Regions from separate parts of the Mus musculus genome. Here regions 2 and 3 are each linked to region 1. Evidence: chromatin contacts called from public promoter capture Hi-C data. All regions are on one chromosome and are shown on one strand. The core of a region is the stretch at or near the end of the contact, and the rest is flanking DNA. Distances in the headings are between cores, read along the strand shown. Region 1 overlaps Heg1 (heart development protein with EGF-like domains 1). Region 2 overlaps Slc12a8 (solute carrier family 12 (potassium/chloride transporters), member 8). Region 3 overlaps Itgb5 (integrin beta 5).

Region 1 (5,171 bases), core at 754-3,253:
TTATTTTTTTTTATTTTATTTATTTGTTTGTTTGTTTGTTTGTTTGTTTGTTTGTTTTGAGACAGGGTTTCTCTGAATAGCCCTGGCTATCCTGGAACTCACTCTGTAGACCAGGCTGGCCTTGAACTCAGAAATCCACCTGTCTCTGCCTCCCAAGTGCTAGGATTAAAGGCGTGCGCCACCACTGCCAGGCTGTGTTTTTTTTTTTTTTTTTAAGCTATACTATTTTTAACTTAAACTTTTAAAGTTAACTTTTTAATTCACTTTAATTTTATGTGTTAATTTTATGTGAGTGTTTTGCCCACATGTATGTATCTGCACAGTGTATATACCCAGTATCCACAGAGGCCAGAAGAGGGCAGTGGATCCTCTGGAACTAGAGTCACATATGATTTTGAGCCACCTTGTAGTGCCGGCAATCAAACCCAGGTCCTCTGGAAGAGCAGCTAGTGTTCAGCCATCTTGCCAGCCCTGTCGCCTGTTTTAATCATGCAGTGACTTAATTTCTACACTCTTACTATGTTAATGTTAATACTGCCATACTATTCTATACTATAATTTCCTTCTGGCTATCTTTTATGACTCCTTTTTACCGACTTTTCCTCAAAGCCATTTCTCCCACTTATGGTTACTGTCACTTCATGACTGCAGAACTCGCACCGTTGTTTCTCATTAGTTTCTTCCTACCACAGACATTTTCATCCATCTCCCTTGCACACCCCGTTCCACATGCCCTTTGCTTCAAAGGCTCTGGCTTTCATAAATGCAGTCCCTCCCGGCTTTGCAGTACCAGAGCACTCCACTTAAGGATATTCCCAACTGTCTTCCACCCACCCAAAACCTGGTATAGAAAGAACGTCTCACTTTGCTCTCCCTGCCATCCATCGCATACAGCCACAGGGAGATTCAGATCAGAGGAAGGGAGCATTGTGTGTCAGCAGAAATAGCTCAGAACACACATCGCTCAGTGCGCATGTCCGGAAAGCCAGAGACAAAGCAGGAGGAAAGTTGATCACTAACCACCCGCATGTCAATGCTAGCTGGCCTCAGCTGGGGGCTGCCCTTTCCCATCGGAACTTGAAGGAAGCAAGGCATAGGGGGAGAGGAATACTATTCTGTATTTGATATCCCTGTAGCCTGGTGAGATGGAAGGGACAGAAACCCCAGCAGAGAGTGAGTCACATGGAAAATTCTCCTAACGGAGGGGAGTAGCACCCTGCGATTCACACACAGCCTGGAGACTGGAGAAAGGAAGACTCCAGAAGAAGAAAAGGAAAGCCTTGAGTCAAGTTGGAAGAGGATGGGAGACAAAACTCTGACCTGGTGTGGTTAAGCACCGAATGAATTTTAAACGAAAACCAATACAGCTTCCTAGGAAGGTCTGTTGTACAGATGAAAGGATGTTCGTCGATTAAAGTTCTGGAGAAAGGCTGACAAGTTTAAGCAAAGTTTATTGGAAGGACGCGTCCTAGGACCTGAGTGTCTGACATGGCTGGGATCGCTAGCGTGGGCAGCTGAGGTCAGAACTTACAGAGCACACCCAATCGGGACCCAATCGGGACTCCGCCTCCTCTCTGCTTTTGCTTCAGGAGACTGTACACAGGCTTCCTTCCCTTCCCAGACTTGTGGTTTAGTCATTTTGAAAGAAAACGTCCTCTCTGCTTCCCACGTGAGTCTGGGCGATGTGTTCATTCCTCATCAGCAGTGGCTGAGAATGTCAACGGGAGTGATTCTCCCCCACCTCCCCGAGAGTGCACGGGTGGAGGGATTAAACAGTTCCGGGAAGGGGTAGGGTACACAGACAATGGGTTTCTTCCAAATAAACCTGTAAACAAAGCTTAGAGCTCGGAAGGAAGGTGGTATCCAAGGTTGGTTTGGTGAAAAATGCAAGCAAAGATTACAGCCTCAAGCTGAGAGGATGGCACTGGCCAGCACTGAACTACCAACACGTGTTCGTGGGGAAGGAGGCCCAAGGAGCCCAGCTCTCTCTGCTGCATCTCCTCACACTAGAAAGCACAGGACAGAGATAGCGTTTGTTCCTGTCTCAATCCCACGGAAACACTCACAGCACCCCTCCACGGCCAGAAGCCAACATGACAGTTGGTGCTGGGGAAGAAAGAGCCCATGAAGCCCCATGTCACAGAAAGCAGAAGTGAGCACTTGCACCTGAAATGATTCTGTAAGACATTGCCCTTGGCAGAGATGGGTAAGGGTCTATGACATCTCTTCATCCTCTTACCTTTTATTATTATTTCTTTTATTTAAAATATTTAATTTGCATACCCACTTTCAAGATTCACGTTGGCATTTTTCAAACATAATTCTTTTAGGTTCTTTTTACCTGATGAACCCCTCAAGTCCCTCCCACCTCCCATAGACTCCTTTCCTGTTGTCATCTGTGTCCTGTCAGCTCCCCCTTAACTCTTAGCTGTCCCCTTTCACTGTCTCCTTTTTGGTTTTATAACTCACCTCACATCTATTCCTAGCCCCACATACAAACATTACACATTGGGATCACTTAGTATATTTTCCAACTCCATCCGTGTTAGTGCAAGTCTCATGCTGCCATAGCACACACACACATAGAAGTGTTCACATTACTGTGACATCCAAACATGGGGGCCTTTACAAACAGAATATTGCTGTGTTTTACCAATATGTTGGTCCTCAGTGAATACCATTAGAAGAAGAACAACAGGCAGTGTATGGTAGTTGATACCTAAAGGGAAAGATGGGGAAGTGAGTAAGGTTTTATTTTGTTTATTTAAAAAGCTATCCTGCCAGGTATGCTGGCACACACTTGTAAGTCTAGTATTTGGAAGGTTGAAGGAGGAGGATCATGAGTGTGAGGCCAGCCTGGGCTACATGGTGAGTTCCAGGCTACCCTTGGCTATATAGCCAGAGTTGTTCCCTACTCCTTCTACTTTCATGCCATTCGTGTGTGTGTGTGTGTGTGTGTGTGTGAAATGCATATATAATTTTTAAGTTTAGGTTTCTCATATGAGAGAAGACAGACAATATTTATATTTCTGAGTCTGGTTTATCTTATGCTATACGGTTCCATCTGTTTTCCTACAAAGTATATTGGTTTGTGGCTTTTTTTGTTTTCTGTTTTGTTTTTTTTTCCAGACAAAACTATTTCAAAGAGGAATGTAACCTGCGGCCTCTTGTAAAGATCACTGCTATCATAGATATTTGCCTGTTTTGCTATAAATGAGAAAACTTAGTTTAATGTGTAGGATAAAAATTAAACTTTTATGTTTGTTTTTTTGAGACAGGGTTGCCCTGGCTGTCCTGAAACTCACTCTGTAGATCAAGTTGGCCTTGACTTTACATATATCTTCCTGTCTCTGCCTCTGAGTGCTGGGATTAAAGGCATGCATCACCGTTGCCCAGTTTAGATTTTGCTTTTTAAGAGAAGAAAAAGCTGGGCATGGTAGCACATGGCTGTAATCCCAGACTCAAACAGGAGGATCATTTCAATTTAGAACCTGCCTGGGCTACATAGTAAGTGTAAGTATAAGCTACTAGGCTAATGAGAGCCTATCTCAATTTAAAAAGACAGCCAGGCAATGGTAATACTCACATTTAATTCCAGCACTTGGAAGGCAGAGGCAGGTGGACTTCTGAGTTCAAGACCAGCCTGGTCTACAGAGAGATTTCCCTGATAGCACACACATATACAACAATACAAACAAACAAACACCCCCCCCCCCAAAAAAAAAGGCCAGGGGAGCCAGGCATGGTGACACAGGCCTGTAATCCCAACACTTGAGAGATAGAGAGGCAGAAAGCACAAGTTCACAGCCAGTCTTGGCTACCTGTCCAAAAAGGGGGCACAGGGCACAGAGAAACCAGATGTGATTGCCTGTAACCCCAGCACTCTGAATGTAGAGGCTAGCAGGAGTTCAAGGGCATCCTTGGCTAAATAGTAATATAGAAGCCCACCTGGGCTATCCATGACTCTTTGTTTCAAAAATGAAAATAAGTAAGTAAATAAATAAGTAAGTAGAGCACTGGGAGCCACCAAAGTCTCTTAAAAGAAGAAACAGCAAGGTCAGACTTGCTGTCCAGAGAAGACATGACAGGAGCTCAGGGCAGAGCTGGTAGAGATGCCGGCTGGAAAGATGGTGTGGGGTTAAGTACACGAGCTGCTCTTCCAGAGGACTAGAGTTCAAGCCCCAACTTGGGTTGTTCACAACTCCCTGTAGCTCCAGCTCCTTGGGGTCTGCCACCCTCTTCTGGCACATACACAAAGCACACACAGACACACGCATACAAATATACAAATGATTTTTAAAAATTCTTTAAAAGGGATGGGGGTGAGGACTGAAGTGATGGCTTAGTGGTTAAGAGCACCAAGGTTCTATTCCCAGCACCCACATAATGGCTCACAACCATTCGTAACTCCAGTTTCAAGAAATCCAATGCCCATTTCTGATCTCCATGGTCAGTGATGCATAATATAGGTATCTATTAATTAAGTGCATAAAATAAATATTTTTTTTTTTAAAAATGAACAATGGCTACTTCGAAGAGGCTTGTCTTTTCACTCACGTGTGCACACGTGTGCACACACACTAATATATGAAATTGAAGATAATTATGTAAAAGTTATAATACAGCAGGAGTTGACACATACGAAGGATATCTGGACGCATATATCAGAGTCAAGGAAGAAGAGGGACACATCCCATGATTTGACCTTGTTCCCTCTATATTGCAGAACTAATCTTTTTCATAATAATCTGGCCTCTTTGTGGCTTGTTTAAATAAAAGGATAGATAAGGGGTGCATAGCTTATCGTCTGCATGTTCTACTCATAGCCCCTGATCTATGAGTTCATCCAGACAGGACAAGAGCAGGAGAGCTGTGCCATGGCCTTGACTTTATAACCATGCCTGCAGATCATGGATCAGTCTTAGAACACTTTAAAGAGTCTGGTTATGCCGGGCGTGGTGGTGCACTCCTTTAATCCCAGCACTCGGGAGGCAGAGGCAGGCGGATTTCTGAGTTCGAGGCCAGCATGGTCTACAAAGTGAGTTCCAGGACAGCCAGGGCTATACAGAGAAACCCTGTCTCAAAAAAAAAAAAAAAAAAAAAAAAGAGTCTGGTCGTTTGGGGCTAGAGAGATGGCTCAGTGGGAAAGAGCACAGGTCTGCTCTTACAGA
Region 2 (5,171 bases), core at 987-3,486, 160 kb before region 1:
TTCTTCAGTCGCCTGTTTAACATCCCGGACACTTCAGATGCAATGACTTTGGATTCAAACCCTTTCTGCCTGCCTCCAGCTGGCAGTTCTTTTGCTCTCCTGTTCTCAAGGATGGCATCCAACAATAGGGACTAACTCCTGACTCCGCTCCTCCTGCTGACTCTGCCCACCTTCTTATGACTCCTCCCACCTTCTAGAACGCTCCAAGTCCTAACAAGGTTACCTTCCATATAGCACTGGATTCTCTACACTGCCCTTCATGCCTACCACCTGACTGCTCTGTTAGATCATTGCCAACCCCTACCCCAACCCCTACCCCTTCCCCAATCTTGGAAATGAGCCTGTGACTAGGGCTGAGTAGCAGGATCCTCATCTGCAGATTCAATTGGCGGGAACAAAATGTCTCTTTCATGTTTATAAAATGAGAAGAAGTTGATCTCTGGCTCTTCAGATTCTACCCCACCCGGATGACTCAAAGCTAATGCCAATCATTCTGGATGTCACTACCTGGTGTTACCATGCTTTGATCAGTTCCAGCTTTTGGGGCTCTTACCCAACACCAAGGCACATCAAGTGGTCACACTGTTGGGTATCTGTGCAGAGCCAGGCCCTCCCATGTCCCTTTCCTTTCCCTTTCCCTTTCTCTCTGCCTCCCCCTCCCTTTCCTTCCTTTCCTCCCCTTTCTTTTCTTGTTCATGTTCTTTGCATGCATGTGTGATTGGTAACACTGGAACCCATGGCCTGCTACAAGCTAGACAAGAATTCTACCACTGAGCTACATTTACACCCTTGAGTCCCTCCAATTTACTGTCTTTTAATCCACAACTCCTTCTGGATAACCACACCGCAAATTCTGCTCCAGGGAGGGTCTCTGTCTTCATCTGAGACAGCTACCTAAGAATATCGGTTGAGATGTATTCTCTGAGGCCAAGGAGATGGCTCACTGAGGAAAGGGCTTGTCTCAAGCATGCCTGATGTCGTGGGTTCTGATCACTGAAACACATAAAAGTCAGACACGGGAGGGTAAGCATCTACAGTCCCAGCGAGGCCACGAGGAGGTGGGAGTGGAGATGAAAGAATCTCCTGAAGGTTCAAGGCAGCTAGCCTGTTTTATGCAGAGACCTTGTCTCAGACAAGGCAGAAAGGTGAGGGCTGACATTCCAAGGTTGTCCTCTGTCTGCCTGCCACGTGTACCATGGTACATGCTTACCTACACTTGCAGGGTACATGCTCACCCACACCCCATGGTACGTGCTCACCCCCACCCCCGAACAAATATCTACCCCCAACATGTACATATGCTCACACAAACACCGATTTATTTTCTGTGCTTTAAGAAAATGTCATTTTGTAACCGTCTAGGAGTTAAAATTATAATACTGAATAGAGAGTCAGCTACATGGGCTTCTCCATCTTAGAGACCAGGCAGGCCTCCTGCTTCTCACAGCAGCGTGAGAACCTTTGATGTGAGGGGTTTTGTTTGTTTTTTTTTGTTTGTTTTTTGTTTTTTTGTTTTTTTGGTTTTTTGTTTTTTGTTTTTTCCCAACTGGGGAAGGAGGGGCTCAGAAAATATTGGGAAGGACCTGACTGACATCATACAGACAATTCGGAAGCAGAGGAGGACCTCCCATTGCTTTGGAGTGGAGCCTCCCCTGACTCTGTTTACTGGGGGGGGGGGGGGGGGGATGGATAAACACAGAGGCAGGCCACATGATTCAAACCACTTGTTTTCCCCTGGCAGATGTTCGGTTAAGTGATGAAAAGCATGCATGATTGGCAGTTTCCATGGTGATAGGTTTGCTAGGGATTATCTGTGCATGAGTCATGGCTGGGGCGCCCTCCTGCACTATCCTCTTCCTGGCTGGAAAGGGGAGCTTTGAAGAATAAGCATTGTTGCCTTGTCCCCGCCTCTAGAGCCGCATCCTATATATTACCTAGATACTTTATCCCAGGGGGCAGTGACTTCTGAGGAGCAGTTGAACTGTAGGTGTGGTGCCCCCACTGTATTTATGGAACCTGACCTCTGGTCCTCACCAAGCTAGGCTCTACCACACCCTGTGGTAGGGGCTGCAGGGGTGAGGATAGGGGTTGGCCTAGACTCTTCATTTGCTTTGCTGTACCAGCAAAACATCCCTCTCTACAGGGTTTTCCCAAACACACCCTTAGGGAGCCAGCCCCTCCAGGACCACAGTTCAAAGAGCTTGCTGAGAAAAATACCAGTTGTATGAGGTCACATAACCCTTGTCCTCAAATCCCAGACTCTTACTGGAAAGGACAAGAGGCTCTTTGGCCACAGTCAGCACTCGGAGCTGTGGCTGACCACACCCAGCGTAAAGAACTTGGTGGGAAACCAACAGCTTTTACCAGAATGGCCTTGGCCATCTTCTTTGTCAAGGTCTGTCTCTGTGGTGCCCTTGACTCTTGATCATGACTTCTTATTTACACCTATGCATCCTGGGAAGCTGTCTGCAGGACCTCAGCCCGGATTGCTCTGTGGTTAATGTCTCACTGACTCCCCTCCCTGCCGACCCGACCGACCATCCAGCCCCACACTATTTCTCCATCTCCATGAATGAGAACAAGCAAGCCCCTGCTGGATGAGAGAAGGGACCCTAGGTTTAAAAACTAGAGAGGACCAAAAAAGGATGGGGCAGATCGCACTTCATTCTGACGGACTTGTGGGCAGGAAAAGGAGAAGAGAGGAAGCTCTATGATTGTACACACTTGGTTAAGATTTTATAGAATTTGTGATTTTACATTATATCTATAATTGTTATTTCCATAGCTTACCATATGACACACCGCACAGAGCTGTGGATGATACCGCCTCTCTTTTAAACCCTCCCTGGTTCTGTGAGAAACAGGTCTGTTATCTTAGTCCATTTCCTATCTCTATCACACAATGCCTGAGACTGAGTAGAAGTTTATTTGACTCATGATTCTAGAGTCTGGAAAGTTCAAGGACATAGTGTCCAACATCTGCACAGCATCTGGGAAAGGCCTTGTGATGTGTGAGAACAGGCTGGAGGGTGTCACATGGTGAAACATAGCAAACCATGCTAACTCAGATTTCTCCACTCCTCCCCTCTTGTTATAATCCTGCCTCTATCTTCCGGGTGTTGGAATTACAGGCGCATACCCCTGGGCTGGCAGTTGGACTTTGCTATAGTTGTTATTGTTTTATGATACAGATAGTAGAGCCGAGGGCTTTGTACATGTTAAGTAAGTCTTACTTTACCACTGGCCACACGTACCTAGCCCTCTTTTCTTATAAAGACACTAAAGTCACCATGTGGTCTCATTCTTATGACTTCATCTTATCCTAATTACCTCTTAAATGTTCCATCTTCAAATGCCCTTAACATAACCTCTCTCTCCCAGGAAGCCCAGGTTAGCCTGATGTAAGAGATCGATATCAGCTCAGGAACTCCAAGACCAAGTTCTCAGCACAAAGATTTATTTGCCCCAGAGAGACAGAGGGAAGGGAATAAGAGACAAAGACAGGAAATAGAGGACAAGGGAGAAGAGGGATGGAACAGGGGAGAGGATCAGAGTATTTATTCTGTGGGGACAAGACTGTCTCTGGATAGAGGGGAGACAGACATGGTCCATAGGCAAGTGGCAGTTTATAAAGATAAACGGGGAAATGTCACATGTTTAATTTTAATCGGCATGTTAATTAGATGAGCCAAAGGGGATTTTGGTTGCTTGACTTAAATACTTTGATAGCTGGACCTTGGTAGTCAGCTTCAGGAAGAGGAAATGCACAAATAAGGGAATGGACCTTGGTGGCTCCTTTAGGAATGTAATCTAATGGTTTTTAGCAAGGCAAAGGGGATGGGGGAGAAGGCCACAGCCTGCCAGAGCCATGGTTGCATGGTCACATAGTCGCCATGGTCGCTGTGCTCATGCTGGCCGGAGTCCCACCCCCCTGGAACTTGCTATACAGTTGATCTTCCTGCCTCTGTCCTCCAAATGCTTGGATGACTGATGGTCACCACTGTGGTCAGCTAGCAGGAATCTTTCACTCCAGTTTCCGACACAGGAACCTTTGGAGGAATTCAGTGAGGCCTTGGCTCCAAGGTCCCTCATTTGCTGCAACTCCTGCTAAAACCCCTGCTCTCATTTCATATTCAAAATCTTACATATCTGCATCTGCTTTAAAGTTTAGGCTAAATCTTTACTTGGGTTCTACTGTCGATCACCCAGATGGTAAGCAGTAAACCCTACTGTTTCTCTGGAGGAGAGACTGCATGGTGTCTGGGGCTATCCCTGCCACCCTTGCTTGAGCCTTGGCATTTGCAAGGCCTGGTCTGAGGCTGTCTTTTCCAGCAGCATCTGTACAGCTAAGGAGATGGAGGACTGGTTCTGTCTCCGAGGAGAAAAGGGATAAAGATTCTACAAGAACAACTTAGCTGACCAGTTTGTAAGCCAATGTGGGGCAGGAACATGGTTTGGAAATGAGGAAGAAGGGAGGGAGAGACAGCCCAAGTCTTTGGAAACTTCAGGTATGTAGCCCAAGCTGGTCTGAAATGTGTTGGCTTCAAACTCTTGATCCTCCTGCTTCAGTCCATTTTTGTGGGTGGACCTTGATATAGTAGCTGCGGCTAGGTGCTGAGTACTAAGCGCCTTATAAATCTTTCTCTGCTTTTGCCACAGTCCTGTAAGGTGCTATTTGATGTGTGGACAAGAAAACGATAAGATTTAGGCACTTTGGGTGTATATATTCTTTTAATAGAAGATTAAATGTAGGAAACCAGGGAAAGGAAGAAAATGGGCAGTGTGGCTCAAGAAACAGAAAGTTGGCACCTATAGGGTGCAGTTGGAAGTCGCCTGGAGGAGACCTGGGTGTTCTTTGATAAAGAAATAATAAGGTTGCCTTTAGTGAACTCACAGGAACCAGGAAAGCACAGAGCAAAAGCCTAGGCTTGCTTCCCCCACCTCTTCATTGATCTTCATTTTCAAGACCAGAAAAGGGAGTTGGGTTGGGAAGTCTGTGCTAAGCGGCAGCTGTGAAGGCTTCGGTGTGCTTGTGCTCTGGTGAACTCTGGGTGCGGAGAGAAGGAAGCTGGTCCTGGGTCTGGTGCAGTTTTTATTTTACACATGGGATTCTTGTTGAGATGTGTAAGGAATAAATTCCTTTCCTGGTCATCTGTGTTCTCTCTCTTCAT
Region 3 (5,171 bases), core at 1,373-3,872, 170 kb after region 1:
AGGCCCGTGGGCTTCCGGGACAGTCTGCAGGTGGAAGTCGCCTACAATTGCACATGCGGCTGTAGCACGGGGCTGGAGCCCAACAGTGCCAGATGCAGTGGGAATGGAACATACACCTGTGGGCTGTGCGAGTGTGACCCCGGCTACCTGGGCACTAGGTGCGAGTGCCAGGAGGGGGAGAACCAGAGCGGGTACCAGAACCTGTGCCGGGAGGCAGAGGGCAAGCCTCTGTGCAGCGGGCGTGGAGAGTGTAGCTGCAACCAGTGCTCCTGCTTCGAGAGTGAGTTCGGGAGGATCTACGGACCTTTCTGCGAGTGTGACAGCTTTTCCTGTGCCAGAAACAAGGGCGTCCTATGCTCAGGTAGGCCTCCAGCCACCGCCTTTGTGCCAAGCCACACCCAGGCCTGGATATTATGTGGACCCAGACCCTGGCTTTCTCAGGATGCTGGTGGAAAGGGTCATGCCTGGGACTGTTCTGGGTGGTTGAAGACCAGGGACAAGCCAAGCCCTGCCTGCCTGAGGCATAAGGGTGGGTGGCCTTATGTGGACTATAAACATCAAGTCTGAGGGAGTCTGTTGTAGGTCCGTTCTGGCGGGACTTGTTTGCACAGTGTGCCTGATAGGTCAGGGCTAGCCATGAAGATGAAGTATGGGGTGGGGTAGGAGACATGTGAAAGAAGTCCAGGGCACTTGATGAGGTAGCATTGTGGGAGGTTACCCATGGTTACCAATGGGCAGATAGGTGGTAGGCTTGCAGAGGTGGGGAGGAGAGAGGCTTCCTATACACAGAGATTTCCTGTGAAGCTTAAGCACATGAGAGGGGTGGAATTGAGGATTCTTCTCAAAACTGTCATGCAAAGTGCAGGACATAAGCGTGTCATGGGTTAAGGTGGGCAGAAAGATCAGAATCCTCTGGGACCCATCAGGGTGGTAGTTCTCTGGCGTTAGTGAGATGCTTCTGTGTAGGTTCACAGAAATTGTGGGATGGGTTGCTGCAGGTGTGGAGTTGTGAGAAATGAGACCCAATGTACCCAGCACACACCTGCCACAAAAGGAGGACCCTGGCTGTATATAGGTCAGAGCCACGCCCCCTGAGAGCTGGCAGTGTCCGGTTGAGCCTCTGGGTCCTGGGGGCTGTGTTTAAAGAATCCTAGCATGGTGGGATGGAGTTTCTACTCCCCTTAGTCACAGCAGACGCCCTGGTTGTATTAGTAGTAATATTTTACAGTGTTTTTCTCTTGAAATCAAGAGTCAGATATAACCCTTGGGAATGTTTTTGCTCCAGCAGGCTGCTTAGCCCGTGTTGTTCGGGAGCGGATTTGCCTGTGCAAATTCATCTGCCCAGTTTATAGCCAGATACTTGGCTGCTCTTGGATGTTGGTTTTCCCATCTCTATGACTGGGCCAGCATTGCTTGCTTCTGCATTACTTTGAGAATGGAGGGAGACATAAACCAGGAGCTTTAGTGAGCACAGAGCCTAACGGGCACAGGGCATTTGATGCAGGGTGTGCAAGTCGACTTCTGGCGATTCTGAGGCTGAGTCAACACACTTTTTTTATTTAACCACCAGAACCCACAGTTCTGAGTTCATCTTACATTGCAGAGTTCTGCCAAAGCGTGTATCTGCAAGCCCCCCCCCCCCCAGTGGTCTTTTCCATTTACCCATCTAACCCTGTGGCCTTGAGACTCTCATGGGCCATGGATTCAGACCCCAGAGGGGTCCTGAGATCTGAAGCTCCTATGTGGACAAACAGGGCACCAACTTCCTAAGATGGGGTTGTTGCCGTAACACACACACACGTTACACTCAGACCTTAAAGAAAACTTGGGAAACAGGAAGCTGATGCAAGTGTGGTCAGGCTGTGCTGTCTCGGTCTGTGATGGTCAGGATTGATGAAGACCATCTGGCAAACCAGTCCAAGGGGCCCTTTTCTTACTTCCCATGTACTCTCCTCTGTCCCGCTCTCCGTGTTGTCAAGAGAACTGCTTTTCCAGAGAACAGAAGGATTCTTCTCAAATCTAGAATGTTCTGAATGGTAGAAAGCAGTGTTTAAAGTCATCTACGTTTTCCTCACCCTAAGGGGTTAGTTTCTTTCCTTCCAAGCTAGCATCCGTGTCTTCGTATGACTTTGTGTCCTATAAGTCACCCTCCCTCTCCAGAGCGGAGCTTGAATTACTTTAGTCAACTGTTGAGTAGAACATTTTGACCCTTCGTCGTACATCCCACCAGATCTTCCCCTTTAAAAGCCACACTAGCCGAAGCGTGAAAGCACTCCAGGTCTTCCTGGAGAAAGGGGTTTCTGCACTGAGGTCATTGTGGAATTGGTTCAATTAAGATGAGCTTAAAGCAAACACAGCTCCAGACAAGGCTTAATGACACACACTCGTGCAGGGGAGGGCACCTCGTGCTTCCTCGTCTCGGACCATCTGGCTCCTTCCGGGCACAGCTGAGCAGTGGTGGGCAGGTCCTCCCTCCAGTTCTGGGGTCCCTGTGACCGGCCTGAGCTCTGCTCTGGGGCTGCGCACACTGGTTTAGTTTAGGTAACTGGGATAGCTGCTTCGTTTGAGGTTTTCGTGGGAGAGAAGCTGATTTCCTAACACTCAGCTCCTGATGGTGCTGACTCAGGCTCTCAAACCGTCAACCTCAGCAGTCTCTGGCACTTCTCCTTGCCCCTCGCCCCTGCAGCCCATTCTGGAAGTGGGTCATGTGGTTGAGGTCTGTCTTGAGGTAATGGTGGTGGTTGGGGGTGGGGGGAGGGCAGTGTACTGGAAGAAGTTGCTGAGACAGGCTTGGGGCCAGAACCAGTGGGAACAGCAGATAAGCTCCTTCCATTTATCTAGTGCTTCCTCTGGTGGGCCTGCAGTCCTTGACCCCCGTTGAGAGAGACAGGAGTATGTAGAAAAAAAGACAAGAGAATTCAGGATTGGGAGAGGTTTTCCATCATCAAAATGAGCAGCAAGGCAACCGAGACCAGGTCTGGAAGCAATTGAGCATTTTTGTTACTGTTCTTGTGACACATCACCATGGAACAGCCTCTGCGCCCAGGGCTCTCACTGTGGCTCTCCTCTGGTCTCTAGGAGAAGTAATTTACAGAATAGTCCTGTCCCCAAACAATTTCCGTGTGTAACGGGAGTTTTATGAGGCCCTTGGGAACACTTCTATTCTGATTCCTGGGAAGTGTTGACCCTTCAAAGTTTCTTTAAATGTGAGAAGAGGTGGGGTCTGTTCAGCGTTTTTAATGCAGTAAAAGAGACTCGTTCAGACTTTGTGCTGCTTGGCGATCTGTGTCCCATGAGTCATCTCCTGGGCTCTTAGAGGAAGCTGTTGAGAGCTTACATTTAAAAATCTCATGGCGAGCCTGCCTGTTGGGTCTCTTAGAATGAGAAATTTAAAAATCTAACCAACTGTAAACCTTTGAGCAGAGCCTTTTTGATCTTGTAACCGTGAGGCCCCCAATGTACATTGCAATAGGGTTTTATAATACGTATCCTACTTCGTTATGTGGTAAATACTGAGAGAACCAAACAACACCGAATTCCTTCTAAGAGATGAAAATGGGGGTCTGAAACTTGAGGCATCTTTCCCAGCATCCAAGAACAGATCTCGGGGTTGCCGTTGGTTCTTGGTAGATTTAAAACAGTTGCGACAGGCCTCTGTAGCTAAGAAGACTCCTGTGATTAAAGGGCTCAGTTCTTGGTTCCTTCTTGCCAAATGAAATACCACCCATCACGACGTCGGCCATGTATGCCTAAAAAGTATTTTTCGATTTACAGAGATTAAGTAGGGCTTCCAGAAATAGCCTCTCCGGACAGATAGTCAGCATTCCAAAAAGGTGGGCAGGAGGGTGCGTGGGTGAGCCATGGGCAAAAGGGCAGTTAGTGGGAACTATTTTTCCTCTGAAAGTAGCAGGGTCAAGTTTTGCAGCCTGGCAGGTAAACTCGGGAATCTGGGTGAGAAATAAGACTCAGAGGTAAGCTGAGCTTAAAAGGCCAAGGAAAGAGTTACTGTTTAGTTCAATCGGTAATAGACCTACATACACGGCATGCCTGCCACCAGCCATATCTCTTCCTCCTGTTCTGACCTCAGGCTAGAGCCCAGGGCTTATCAGGTCCCCTCCTCTCCTCCAAGTTCTTAACCAACCACTACTCAGAAGCCAGGCGTTGGTCTTAGCCACCCAGTGATTGTGAGGGTTACGCAGTGGTACTGATGATCCTTCCGGGAAGGGCATCCTGAGAGGCTGACGTGCATCAATGCCAACCAGTGGTCCCAGTCATTTCTGCAGGACAGTCGATGCACACACTTGCATGAGGCCCTCGGGTGGCTCTGCTGCCTACAAAATGAAGTCACTGTGACTTCAGCCCTAACTCTTCATTCTCGTCTGCCATTTGTGGAAGATGGTGGTGAACTGGTTATCGGTTCCAGATAGGAAGTATTCAGTGATTTCCCTCTCCCTCCTTCAACCCGCCCAGATGTATGTGGCTCTTCCTCACTCCTTTGCTCTTCTTGCAATCAGCTATTAACATACTCCTAGCTTTACTGTGAATTCAAGGAAGGGGGCACTCTCAGCCATCATAAATGTCCAGAAGCAGCATAATATAAATAATTTAATAGGGTGATGAAAAATGTCAGAACGGGGCATGAGGTCATACACCTTTCACCCTGGTACTCTGGCAGAGGCAGGTGGATCTCTGGGAGTTAAAGACCAGCTCGGTCTGCATGGCAAATTCCAGACCAGTGAGGCCTGCAGAGTAAGACCCTGTCTGTTTAAAAAAAATCTATCTATCTACCTATCTATCTATCTATCTATCTATCTATCTATCTATCTATCTATCTACCTATCTATATGTGTGTGTGCCTGTGAATAATATATGTGCACTTGATTCCTTGGAAAGGAGTTACGGATGGCTGTGAGATGAAGTGTGGGTGCTGGGAATCAAACCTGGGTCCTCTGCAAGAGCAGTGAGCACTCTTAACCACTGAGCCATTTCTCCGGCCACTAGAGAGTGGTCCTGTCTTTGAAAATAATATACCCTGCCATTCTTACAGATTTGTTTGTTTGTTTGCTTGTTTCATTTGGTTTGGTTTTGAGACAGGGCTTCTTTGTGTAGACTTTGCTGTCCTGAAACTACCACTGTAGACCAGGCTGACCTTGAACTCACAGAGATCCACC

What was found. Capture Hi-C pulls out chosen DNA fragments and counts their contacts.
Region 2: a contact with region 1 is called in a promoter capture Hi-C map of adipose tissue. The contact joins two enhancer-like sites. A contact is called at or near these places in 3 of 15 datasets of contacts at CTCF or cohesin (embryonic stem cells, large pre-B cells and stem cell-derived epiblast-like cells), 47 of 484 Hi-C or Micro-C datasets (B cells, CD4 T cells, the G1E-ER4 cell line and 18 more), 12 of 115 datasets of contacts at active chromatin or transcription factors (astrocytes, bone marrow-derived dendritic cells, craniofacial prominence and 8 more) and 4 of 9 other capture datasets (adipose tissue, embryonic stem cells, liver and 1 more).
Region 3: a promoter capture Hi-C map of adipose tissue shows a contact between it and region 1. The contact joins two enhancer-like sites. A contact is called at or near these places in 2 of 484 Hi-C or Micro-C datasets (nephron progenitors and pancreatic cancer cells), 3 of 115 datasets of contacts at active chromatin or transcription factors (bone marrow-derived macrophages, embryonic stem cells and microglia) and 3 of 9 other capture datasets (adipose tissue, liver and pancreatic islet).

Annotation. Positions count from the first base shown.
Region 1 is chr16:33,754,563-33,759,733 of GRCm38.p6, forward strand. The region is part of intron 12 of Heg1 (heart development protein with EGF-like domains 1); the gene reads left to right. Among named protein-coding and RNA genes, the nearest start is that of Muc13, 37 kb to the right of the region's middle. Within about 2 kb of position 2,004, at least 96 of the 459 cell types and tissues checked have an H3K27ac peak or open chromatin away from gene starts, as enhancers often do. A contact at or near this core is called in adipose tissue and bone marrow-derived macrophages, where this site is marked.
Region 2 is chr16:33,592,440-33,597,610 of GRCm38.p6, forward strand. All of the region lies in intron 5 of Slc12a8 (solute carrier family 12 (potassium/chloride transporters), member 8), which reads left to right. Among named protein-coding and RNA genes, the nearest start is that of Slc12a8, 77 kb to the left of the region's middle. Within about 2 kb of position 2,237, at least 153 of the 459 cell types and tissues checked have an H3K27ac peak or open chromatin away from gene starts, as enhancers often do. A contact at or near this core is called in adipose tissue, where this site is marked.
Region 3 is chr16:33,919,854-33,925,024 of GRCm38.p6, forward strand. Itgb5 (integrin beta 5) reads left to right here. Exons shown (of 15, transcript NM_001145884.1): 10 at 1-361. Among named protein-coding and RNA genes, the nearest start is that of Umps, 45 kb to the right of the region's middle. Within about 2 kb of position 2,623, at least 162 of the 459 cell types and tissues checked have an H3K27ac peak or open chromatin away from gene starts, as enhancers often do. A contact at or near this core is called in adipose tissue and bone marrow-derived macrophages, where this site is marked.